2 separate regions of the Sus scrofa genome follow, and region 2 is linked to region 1. The links are chromatin contacts, called in public Hi-C maps. All regions are on one chromosome and are shown on one strand. The core of a region is the stretch at or near the end of the contact, and the rest is flanking DNA. Distances in the headings are between cores, read along the strand shown. Region 1 overlaps ARHGAP24 (rho GTPase-activating protein 24). Region 2 overlaps ARHGAP24 (rho GTPase-activating protein 24).

Region 1 (6,167 bases), core at 1,862-4,361:
TTCACAAACGCCAACTGACAGATAGGCCAAATGCTGGAAGCTTCTTGGTTAATTGGCTATTTTCATTCATCCGTCCATCAGATTCCAGGAGAAGGGAGCTCAAAATTACTCAAAGCTAAATTGAAAGGAAAGCGAAATTCAGGTCCATGGCTTTGGTTTCAGATGTCCCGGCTCTTTAGATATGTCACCAACAGAGGAAGCGCAATAGAACAGGACAGATTTCTAGCTAACAACCTGTTCTTCATAAACTATTGAGTAAGTATCCGTTCGGGTGAGTATTTCCATTCATGAAATATTTCCCCTTCAAGCTCACTAATTTTTCAGACCTTGGTATGTTTACAAGGGGTCTCATGGAATCCTGGCAAGTTATACCCGTTATTCAAACTAGATAAGACGCCAAGCATTCATGGAAGTAGGCCTGTAAGTGCTTGCGAGGAGCAATCTGATGATATCTCCAGAGGTGTAGGCTATTCCAAATCAGGTGCTGCGCGGATAGGATAAGAACAGACATCAAATTGAGGCAGAGGATAGATGGGTCCCAGGCTAAGCAACTGGAATCTGTCCCCTGTGGACAGATACGTGAAGATAAAGATTATGGCAGGAGCAAGGAAGAGCTGCATCCTGCTTAGATAAAAGATAAAGAGACCACATATTTCTCATTCTTGAGGTCAAGGAGCCCTCTGGAAGGGCACATGCACAGAAAGGCTCCTCAGGGGCCCGAGAAAGGAGGGACACTGGGCTGCAGCACCTCCTGTCACCCCCCCAGAAACCCCGGTGCTAGACTCCATCCTGGCCAAAAGATGCATGCACACAGGGCAGGTCCCTGAGTCAGGCCAAAGGAGGACTCAAGGCCAGACAATGCAAGGTGATTGGCCAGAGGAAGCCCGGAAGTACTGCTGCCATACAAGTGGTTTAAACCATCTCCAAAGCACACGTCGCTCCCCTTTCTGTCTTGCTTTCTCTCTGTCGGTCTGTCTCTCTTTCTGCTCTGGCCCTGCCAACGAGAGTCTGTCTATGCTTTCTCTTTATGTATCGGCTCATCTTCTTTAATAAACACTGTATTTGCCTCACTACTCTCAGTCCCTTTGCCAAGTTTTTTCTCCAAAGGGACAAGGATTGGGGACTTACATCACACCTGTTGGTCCCTGTGGTCTAGTGGTTAGGGTTGTGTTCTCAGCCCCCAGCCAGACGAGAACAAAATCACACAGTAGGAACACTAGTCCATTCTCGATTGCCTTTCACTGCTGCTGATTATATCAAATAGGAAGTACCAGTTGGGGATGAGAGACGTGTTTAAGTAGTCCTAGCACCTGCCAATCTCCATCGTCATCAGATAAACAGAGGTTCCCAGGGTCAGAGTCTCCCCAGAGACACTATTTGGATGGCATTTGATAACATGCTTTTTTTTTTGTCCTTTTTTTTTGGTCTTTTTTGCCTTTTCTAGGGCGGCACCCACGGCATATGGTGGTTCCCAGGTTAGGGGTTGAATCGGAGCTGTTGCCACCAGGCCTACACCACAGCCACAGCAACGCGGGATCCGAGCCGCATCTGCAACCTACATCACAGCACACGGCAACACCAGATTCTTAACCCACTGAGCAAGGCCAGGGATCGAACCCACAACCTCGTGGTTCCTAGTTGGATTCATTAACCACTGAGCCACGACGGGAACTCCTGATAACATGCTTTGCGACCACTGTGTTTGTGCTATCTTAACCTTGTATTTATGGCAAGCGGCACTAGTTTTCAACGAAAAAAAAATAAGTTCCTTTTATAACAAAATTTATCTTAAAAACAGTGAATCAATTTAAAGAAAAATATCAGTAAATCAAATATGGGTGTTATAAGAACACGGCTGAAGTCAGCATGGTCCTACAGGAATGATGGAAGCTTAACTACACCTACTACATTAATCTCGTCAAGCCACCGTAATCTCTAAGAACTGCATCAAAAATAGTAACATTGGAGTTCCTGTCGTAGCTCAGTAGTAACGAAGCTGACCAGTACCCATGAGGACACAAGTTTGAGCCCTGGCCTTGCTCAGTGGGTTGGGGATCTGGTGTTGCCGCGGGCTGTGGTGTAGGTTGCAGAGGCAGCTGTGATTGTGTGTGGCTGTGGCTGTGGTGAAGGCTGGCAGCTGCAGCTCCAATGTGACCCCTGGCCTGGGAACTTCCACATGCTGTGGGTGTGGCCCTAAAAGACAAAAACAAAAACTAAAAAAGTAATGGTACCATAGCAAACAGCTGCCCAGGACTTTGGAGGGCTGGCCTCAATGTAGATTTCAGAGAATCTTTTAGGTTGCTGAAAACAGGTAGCTCTTGTTTGCCATCTATCCATTTAGGGCTTGCCTTAGGCAAACTCCTAGGGGCCGGTTCCTTGCTCTTCCAACCCTTTGCCTATCCACATGCCCTCAAGCTACCACTTCTTTCTTCCCTTTCTTTCATCAAACCCAACCTGTAGATCTTAGATTCACATTATGATACAAATGCTCTCTACCTGCAGCGCGTGACTCAATGCCCCTTGTCTTGAGCTTTTTCATGTGCATCAGAGTGTAGGTGCAATGATACACTTTTCAGGTTCTAAAATTTCAGACCCTTTTTAGCAGATAGGAAATTTTACATTTCACCCATCAACTGTGTTCTCCAGAAAGTAATTTATCTTCCGGAGGAGCGTAAGACCTGCCCAGCCTAGGCAGCACCAACGGGGTTTCCAGTGGTGCCATGAGGTTGATTTTTCCCCCCATTTCACAAATGAGAAAACTGAGGCAGTTCTCTCCCATAAATGAGCAGGTCTTCCCACAGTCTAGCTATTTCCCAGGTTGTGGTTAGGGCACCTGCATATACGAACTACCTGAGAATATGTTTGAAATGCAGATTCCTGGGTATCTTCCAAGGCTTTAAATCACAATGAGAGCCAGTGGGGTCTGGGCACCTGAATCTTAAGATCTCTCTCTGGCTCATTCTTTTAACTAATGTTTGACAATGTTTGACTGTGTCTGTAGGGCTCCGCCTTTCAAGTTCACTTTCTACAACTCAGGTCAGAAACGCTCAAAACCGTATTGTTATCCAGAGGGTAAAATTAAAATGTGTCTGGATTTTCGGTCTTTTAAATTTTAGGCTTTTTTTTTTTTTCTATTTTATCTGTGTAGTCTTGCAGTTTGTTTAGTAACCCTAATCTTAAATCAGTCACCAAAACAACTAAAAAAAATAAACAAAACAGGCGAGGAGGAGGAGGGCTGAGGGCAGAATGACCTCAGTGTAAGCGAGGGCAGCTGGGGTACCTCAGACAGCAGCTGTTTTATGGGATTCTTGGACAGAGGGTGTACAACCACCAGCTTCTCCAGGCTTCTGTCCTTGTGCTTGAATGCTGTTGTGAGTGCACAGCTATTTTGTTGCTGAGAAATTCATGCTACGATGGTGACACCCACAGGGCCATTTTTGACCCTACCTTCCCAGCTCTTCCAAACTGTATCTTCTTTAACAGCTGATACCATCTGGAAAGCTTTAGGAATGAAATAACACTTGGCTTTTAATCTGATTTTACACATTCTGCATTTCATTTTTGTCCCTTCAGAGTGGGAAAGTTTAATATAAAATACTATATTTTAATTATTTTTTTAACTTCTAAACAGAAATAATGAAGAAAAGAATGGTTAGGAATGCCACCATCTGTTGTTTTTTTACAGTTGACATAAACTGATTAAATCCAAATTCTTTCAGGTCGATGAGTGTCCTTTCTTGCAGAATTCACTTTCGCCTAGGAGTCTGTGGGAATACGCCATGTAATTGGAGGAACAATGTCATGCATACACAATCTTAAACTTGAACCTCGGAACTGGGAAAACAGTAGTTGGCATAATTAAAGGAGAGCAGAAAATGCATGATTTCCTAAGAGCTGGCACATGCACTTGCAATCTCAAGTAGTGTATATTCCAAATTTCTTTTTTTCATCATCCTTTTTTATTCCTATAAGACAAAATATTTCTTCTCATTCAAATATGAAATATTAATTTACAAATGGATCCATAGCTTCAGAAGTGCAGGCTGACTTATGGACACGGATGCTCATGAGCATAGGATTGATATATGCAAAATATTGAAAGCAACAATAAAGGCAAAATTAGACTAACCAGTATGATGGTACGGTGAATTATTATACTGTCCTTGAAATTCTGTTTGTGAAAATTACATAGTGATATGGCAAGTTATTTATGATATAATGTTAATAAGAAAAGGTAAGATGTGGAGTTCCCATCGTGGCTCAGAGGAAATGAGTCTGATTAGCATCCATGAGGATGCAAGTTCGATCCCTGGCCTTGCTCAGGGGGTTAAGGATCTGGTGCTGCCATGAGTTGTGGTGTAGACTGCTGACATAGCTTGGATCTGGCATTGCTGTGGCAGCTACAGCTTCAATTGGACCCCTAGCCTGGGAACCTCCATATGCTGCGGGTGCAGCCCTAAAAAAAAAGAAAGAGAAAAAAAAAGTAAGATGTAAAATCTGTGCAGTTCCAATATTTATTTATATAATATCTGTATTTAGACATATCTATATATTTAAATTGCTACATCTTTCCTTTTATATTCTAAACTGTATATAAAATATTACAATTTAAAATACGATGTTTAATAATACATTAAATTTTAATAACTACTTTATACTTTTATAAGTTTTAAATGTTATTTTAAAAGCTTACTTTAAAATTCAAATTTTAGGAGTTCCCATCATGGCACAGCAGAAAGAATCTGACCATGAGGTTGCAGGTTCGATCCCTGGCCTTGCTCAGTGGGTTAAGGATCCGGTGTTGCCGTGAGCTGTGGTGTAGGTTGCAGACACGGCTTGGATCTGGCATTTCTGTGGCTCTGGCATAGGCCAGCAGCAACAGCTCTGATTAGACCCCTAGCCTGGGTACTTTTGTATGCCATAGGTATGGCCTTATAAAGACAAAATAAAATAAAATAAAATAAAATAAAATAAAATAAAATTCAAATTTTAGAGCTTAATATTAGACCTACAATAGTACTAGGCCTTAAAATTAAAATCAGAGATTATCTGTGCATAATTCCTGTGAGAATTTCTTTCCAGATTTTAATAAATATAAAGATGAGAGCTAAATCCAGTTAACCCTTTAGTGAGGTATAAGCTTTATTAGAATAAGCACGGGAAAATACTTATTCATTTTCATTCTTCAACATATTTTACAAAGAAAAATTTCTGTGCTTTGCTTTATATCCTAATACCTAGTCAAAATATTATGCACTATCTGTACTTTTAAATTTAAATTCTTTTTAAAATTGTTTTGATGGTGAGCACTGGTGAGATTAACTTGAACTAGCAAATGTTCCCCGTTTTTCCTCACAACCCCCAAACTGAAACTCTAGCTCGGACTTAGTCATGTGAAATTCTAAATTCTGGCAATTAATTAAAAAGGGGGATGGGGCAGCACACTCTACCTGGACACATTTCCAAAAATAATCTCACTCTCCTTGGGAAATTATGGATTATTTATTTCAGTAATTACCAGTATAGTTTACAATTATATTTGGCCACAAATATGTTACTCTTTTATTTCACTCTCTGTGGATCTGGGAATCCTTTTTTTTTTTTTTTTTAATTGGCAAAATCCAGTAATGTGCATATCTACCTCCCTGAGGGATTCGAGCTTGACAATTTATTTACTAAAACAAGCATATTCGGATTGCGAGAGTGTGATGTATTTTGGGTTTCATCCTTAGCTCCTGATCAGAGCTCCTAAAAACCTTGCAATTTCCTAAATTAAAAGAGTAATAGAAGCATCTTTTGTTGTAAAATTTGTTTTTTATCCCCAGTCCCTAAAATAGATCTGGAGTGAGGAAGGTGAAAGACTATGTTATTCATAACAAGCCCCTTTCAACCGCATCTGAATTTATGTTAATGAGGTGACTGTGGGATGCCCCTAAGGATGATGGGGTTGAGGTGGGTAGAAGGAACCAATCAGGTGATCAGAAGGTTGGAACTTTAGTCTCCCCTTTCAATCTCTGGGGAGGAGAGAGGGCCTAGAGATTCAGTTCAATGGCCAATGACCAAGGATTTAATCAACCATGTCTTTGCAATGAAATCTTCATAAAATTATCCTCACTGAAGGGGTTCAGAAAGCTTCTAGGTTAGTGAACAGGTGCATGTGCTGGGAG
Region 2 (6,167 bases), core at 2,510-5,009, 180 kb after region 1:
GATCCTTAACCCACTGAGAGAGGCCAGGGATTAAACCCACATCCTTAAGATACTAGTCAGTTTCATTACTGCTGAGCCACAACGGGAACTCCCAGAGTTGACTTTCATTTAAACATTAGCTCAAGAATTAATGCATGATGTTTGATTCCTATGTTAAATCATTCATTAAAAGGCTAAACAAATAGTCCATTTTTGTTGTATGGAAACAGATGTGGTTTAAACCTTTTGAAGATAACAACCCTTGGACCAAAAGGCAAACATTTCTTGGTTTTCCTACAATAACATATGCCTTTCACTGGGCAACAATTAAGTGTACTTAGTTTCAATGCAAACCCATGTAGAAGTACGTGGGTTTTCTGAATTGAAAAGTGCTAGTGAGGTGCAGTATAATGAGAGATCCTTGAAAATAAAAGCAGAAAAGAGGGTTCACTCCTGCCACACCAAGCTGCTAATATAAAATGCCTCCGTCCTTGTCAACATCCACAAAATGCTCCTCCACTAAGTCGCTGTCTGCGTCTAGAAACAGAAAGAAGTAAGAAAATGCCCTTGGTTTCTCCTATCTGTCACAGCTGGTGGTTAAAAAAAAAAACAATTACTTTAGAGGTTGGAGGAAAGGAGAGGCGTCTACCTCTTGTTTCTGTAAACAGCTCGACACTAACAAAATCTCAGATCTTGCTTTTCAATCAATACCAAGCTCTGCCGTTAAAAGAACTGGGTTCCATCTGGTTAATGATATCAATACAGGTCATCTCTACGCAGAATGAAAAGGTCACTCATCAAATGGCAGGGGCTCCCTCACATTATCCTTCTCTTGGGAATGCATTTCATTGATTGTTTATATGTCCCTGCATAGACGCGCCTCCCTTTTAATGCAATGATTACTGCTGGGGAGTACCATCGTCAAATGTTGCCTCGTACAAGCCCTCACGTGGTAGTCAAGACAAAAGTGGATTTCTTCAGTATATCTGTCTATGCTCATACTCTAAAATACAGTCCAGACAGACCTGGACCAATCCCAGCTCATCCCCTCATGGGCTACATGACATTAAGCAGTTTACTCTTAACTTTTGGTTCTCCACACTTTCCTAATTTGTAAAACAGAGATAATTATCTTTTTTTTTTTTTTTTTTCCTTTCCACTAAAGGAAAGCTGGAGAAAAGAAAATTTGGCTTAGAGCTTCTTGGCAGGAGAAAAAAAAAACAAAAACAACTCAATTTTTCAAGAAATCCTCAGTGTTGTCAACTTCTTGGCATTCAGGCATTCAGCATGACACGCAATGCTGAATTCTACACTTAAAAACCCCCCAAACCCCTGCAAATCTATTGCCTCACACACCTTACAATTTATTAGGAGGGAGAGAAAATGAACATTTGAAAAATGTTGCTCTGATAGGGAAAATACGGAATATGCCGTCTCCTGAGGTTTCCATGCAATGTTAATGTAAATATCAATCCTGTTTATTTCTGATTCGGAATTTTGTGAAAAGGCTTTTCATGCAAAAGACCCTCAAGTTTGGGACGAAAGCGTAAGTTTGTGGTCGCTTAGATGGTACTTTATTCAGTGCATCATAGACTTCTGAAAACTTAAAGGCTATCACCCCATCCGTCGTGATAATTCACGAGGGCAAAAGAGAAGTTTTTAACACACTCTCTTCCTTTAGAATAAAGAAATCAGTGAACAGACAAATAAGCCAAGAATAAATGACTAAGTAATCCTGAACTCCTCCCTCTGACACTTGGAGGCTCCCGGGTCCTTGCCTTCCTGGCTGGCTGGTAGGTGGTTAGAAACCGACTCTCATCTGGGCCCCTTCCTGGGCTCCACCGTCCTCCACCTCTTGCCATTGGTATGTGTGCCCTGCTGAAGGGGCATCCGTTATTCCAGTGGCACTGAGATGAATCTAATGGCTTTTCTGTAAATTGTCAAACTAATAGGTTTTATCACCTGGAAAATACAAGAAACAGCTGTTTATGCAAGTGCCCTAGGCACCTTAGTTCATCGTTCTTGCAAATAATATTGCGTGGGCTACAACTCTGGTTTGCTGCACTCAGGGGTTTTCTTACTATGAGAAAATAATGGTATGGCCACCACAGCAGAATGTCAGTGATTTATCATGAGCCAGTGCTATAGTGCGTGTTTTTTCCGAACAAAATACCGACACCCAATCATTCCACTTGGAATACCGACTTCCGGCAACTATAAACTACCAGAATGTGGCAGTGGATATGTATATACACACACTCAAAATACTAATATAATGTTTGCAAAAGGCAAAAGTGATACTTTAAAAATATTTTATTTTACATATAAATAGGAAAATCAGCTGTTTAAAAGACAAGCTACTATGTCAGGAAGTTTTAAACATGTACTGAAAACAAAAAAAAAAAGCCATAGATACTCCAAGTTTTGATGCCATGTCATCTTGGTTTTCCTTTCTTTAAAAAAAAAAAGAAGAAGCATTTCTGACTCACTGATCTCCACTGTGGCCCGCATTAGGCCAATTCGGAATAGAGCGAATCTCTTTATTTTAGGCACACGGGAATTCTTTGCACAAGTGTAACAGGAAATTGCTTCCCTCTCTTTTGGTGGGCCTGCTGCTGGAGGAGCTTCTGGCTGTAAAAGAAGGCTGCAGACCCTAAGTGCTAAAACATGGGCCAGACACACCTGGACCAATCCCAGCTCATTCCCTCATGGGCTACATGACATTAGGTAGTTTACTCTTAACTTTTGAGTTCTCCTCACTTTCTTAATTTGTAAAACAGAGATAATTATCTTTTTTTTTTTCTTCTGTCTTTTTAGGGATGCACCCATGGCATCTGGAGGTTCCCAGGCTAGGGGTCTAAACGGAGACCTACGCCAGAGCCACAGCAACGCCAGATCCGAGCTGCATCTGCGACCTACACCCCAGCTTGCAGCAACGCCAGATCCTTAACCCACTGAGCGAGGCCAAGGATCAAACCTGCAACCTCATGGTTCCTAGTCAGATTCGTTTCCATTGTACCACGATGGGAACTCCAGAGATAATAATCTATCTCACGGATGTGTTTGAAGGAATAAGGTAGAGAAAATAAGCAAAGTAGCATTGTCACCTTTAAAGAAACGACTTTCATTAATAATACTATGTGTTAATTTATGTTAATTAGGCTGGTACAGAGAAGGTCGGAAAAGGAGGAGGCTGGCAGCAGGTCGTGTTTTGTCTCTTGCATCCATCTTTCAACAACGGCCTTCCCTCCTCATTCTCAGAAAATGTCCCCTGTGATTTTCCAGACATGAGCCAAGTGTTCAGAGTCAAATATTATGCTCACGTGTAATTGCATGCTATAGTTTTTATATAAAAATGGAATCAAATTTCTTAATGATACCAACAATCCCACAGTTCTGTAATGCAGCTTCGCTCCTTTGAGCACATCACTTTTTTTTTCTTGAATGCTGTTCTCTCTTCACCCATAACCATATGCATTTCAACTGGAAAGCTGAGTTTAAGCAGAATCCTGAAAGATGCATCCACTGATGGGAGTATTTATACTCACTAGCAACGAAAATTTCACCATGGCCACTGGCCAACTGGCGCCGTTCTCACAAAGACAATATAAAGGCTGTGAGACATAAACAGGAACTTTGGAGCAGAAGCAAAATAGCAGTGTTGATCATAATACAGCCGTTACTATGGATTCAGTCTTTCCTCTCTGCAGACACCTTCAGTCCACTGGTTGGTTCACTGAGAGCTCTGCTCTCCCCAAGAAAGGAGGAGTCAGCATCCAGAAGGTTAAATCCCCTGTGATGCCGAGGTGAAGAGAGGTCCTCTCTGCCGCCGGCTCGTTGGGGCGTTCTCTGCTCCTGACACCCTCAACGTCACTGCGTCACATGTACCACAGGCCTGGTGACTTCGCGCTTTTCCCATACTGCATTCATTTTTCGTTTGACCCAGGCATCAGGGCTTTCTTTTCTCTTCCTTGAAAAATAATCCTCTTCCGTCTACTCAGGTTTCCAGATATAACTTCCATTGGTTTCCCTTTAATTCCTTGCTCTCAGTTCTACAGCCCACCTTTTTTTGATTCCAACTTCCAGTTTAGAGGAACCAACAGAATTCACTTATAGAAACAAGAGGCCAATACAGATCCAAGCGTGCCCAGGGGCGCTCTCTTAGGGTGGGATGTGGGAGACCGCTGAGAAGTTCTGGGAGCAAAGAGGTGGGAAAAGGGGCGCGTTCTCAGCTACTCGGACGTGTGAGCACACAGTGAGACCATCCCCAGGCTTGGAGGAAAGGCCCTCGAACTATCTTGGCTGCACTGATAAGATCTGGATGCACATTTCTTTTTTTTTTTTTTTTTTTTTTTTGTCTTTTTGCTATTTCTTTGGGCCGCTTCCATGGCATACGGAGGTTCCCAGGCTAGGGGTCGAATCGGAGCTGTAGCTGCCAGCCTAAGCCAGAGCCACAGCAACGCGGAATCTGAGCCGCGTCTGCAACCTACACCACAGCTCACGGCAACGCCGGATCGTTAACCCACTGAGCAAGGGCAGGGATCGAACCCGCAACCTCATGGTTCCTAGTCGGATTCGTTAACCACTGCGCCACGACGGGAACTCCTGGATGCACATTTCTTTAACTGTGATAAAGTGTGGAATAACAAGAGGGAATCAGATCGGGAAGAACTCCCGCTATCTCCAAGCTGTTGTGATCTGAACCACTCTTGGGAGAGGTCATTGCACCTTCTCTGCCACCAGGAAAGCAGGGGACCATATCCGTCCAGAAGTAATCAGACGAATGTTCTCCTCATTACCATGTCTTCATTTTTCCTGTTGACAGTGCAAGGCCTACAGAGATCTCATTACTGTTGTTTTCCATGCTTTTGCTTTAAATCATTGATAAGCTCTTAGTAACACTGATCCCTGACTGCAAACAGATAGAGGCAGGGGGCTGAGGAGCATATTTTAGAAAGCAATCGGAACACAGCAAATATGCATCTGTCAAAACTGGAGAGCCCAAAATGTACACAGGATGCAATCGGACTGTTTTTAATTTGTGAACTACTTGGGGCAAGTCAGATCTCTTCTGAGGACAATTTGTAAGAATCACTAAAGTGATGGATCTTGAACGCTTCCAAGTTCTGTGCTTCTTGGCTCCAGGGCCTTCTGTTCTTCCTGCCTCCCACTATGATAGCAATTAGAGTCCACACAACATCATATGGCAATGATTTAATTGGCGTCAAATCTTGCTCCAAAGGTAAGTGTCACAGGCATTTTGGTCCAACTCCCCGCTTTTCCTGTTTGAAAGCAGATTACTCAAATAGCAGAAAGAAAACGTCATTTCTGTTGCCATATGGGAAGCTCGATGGTATAGTTAAAGAAAAGTTCAAACAGGAAATTCGAAGTTTCTTAGAACTGCACGTAAGATTCCATCCCAATATCAGAGGATGCCATTTCATAGGACTGGGACATTTACTAATAAGAAGTATAAAAAGCAAAATTCAGGTTAATGACTTCATCACAACTGCTGAATACTCTTCTAGCAGGATTGCTGAATATTAAAATAATGCAAACCTGAACCACATCAATTCAACCTGACTTCAGTTATCTCAAAGTTTAAACTTTGTGTATTATTATTGGGGATTAAAATCAGATAATCTCCTCATTGAAATAAGCTTTCAATGACGCTTCATTTAACAAAGCCATTGAATTAAACATGTTAAAACTTCATATTTAATTTAACAAAGGCATTGAATTAAACACGTTAACACTTCAATAAATTCAAACCAGAGGAAATAAGAAAGAAAAGTTTGCCATCCATGACGCTTTGGAGCATTCAGTTAACAAAACATGTTTTCCTCTTGTCTTTACCCTCCTCATCGTCTCCTGCTGAGTCAATTGCTGAAACCTGAAAATGGGGTTGGATTGTCTTTGGTCATATCCCAACTGATGCATGGTTGAAACAAAGTTTCTGAAGACAAAAACTCCTTCTTCATTCAAAAATAAAATTGATATGACACTTTTTAAAAACTGCTGTTTGGTTTTTTTAAGGTGGCTCCCGCAACATAAGAAGTTCCTAGGCTAGGAGTCTCATCAGAGCTGTAGCTGCCAGCCTACCCCACAGACACAGCAACACAGGATTCGAGCCTCATCTGCGACCTACACCAAGCTCTCAGCAACGCCAGATCCTTAACCCACTGAGC

Evidence for each region. A called contact is a pair of places that touch in the nucleus more often than the background predicts.
Region 2: a contact with region 1 is called in a Hi-C map of fetal skeletal muscle, with 3 times the contacts expected there. The contact joins two enhancer-like sites. A contact is called at or near these places in 1 of 5 promoter capture datasets (liver), 17 of 47 Hi-C or Micro-C datasets (alveolar macrophages, brain, embryonic fibroblasts and 10 more) and 1 of 2 datasets of contacts at active chromatin or transcription factors (skeletal muscle).

What each region holds. Positions count from the first base shown.
Region 1 is chr8:132,800,705-132,806,871 of Sscrofa11.1, forward strand. The region is part of intron 5 of ARHGAP24 (rho GTPase-activating protein 24); the gene reads right to left. Among named protein-coding and RNA genes, the nearest start is that of MAPK10, 360 kb to the left of the region's middle. Within about 2 kb of position 3,112, at least 2 of the 83 cell types and tissues checked have an H3K27ac peak or open chromatin away from gene starts, as enhancers often do. A contact at or near this core is called in fetal skeletal muscle, where this site is marked.
Region 2 is chr8:132,978,037-132,984,203 of Sscrofa11.1, forward strand. All of the region lies in intron 3 of ARHGAP24 (rho GTPase-activating protein 24), which reads right to left. Among named protein-coding and RNA genes, the nearest start is that of ARHGAP24, 520 kb to the right of the region's middle. Within about 2 kb of position 3,760, at least 11 of the 83 cell types and tissues checked have an H3K27ac peak or open chromatin away from gene starts, as enhancers often do. A contact at or near this core is called in fetal skeletal muscle, where this site is marked.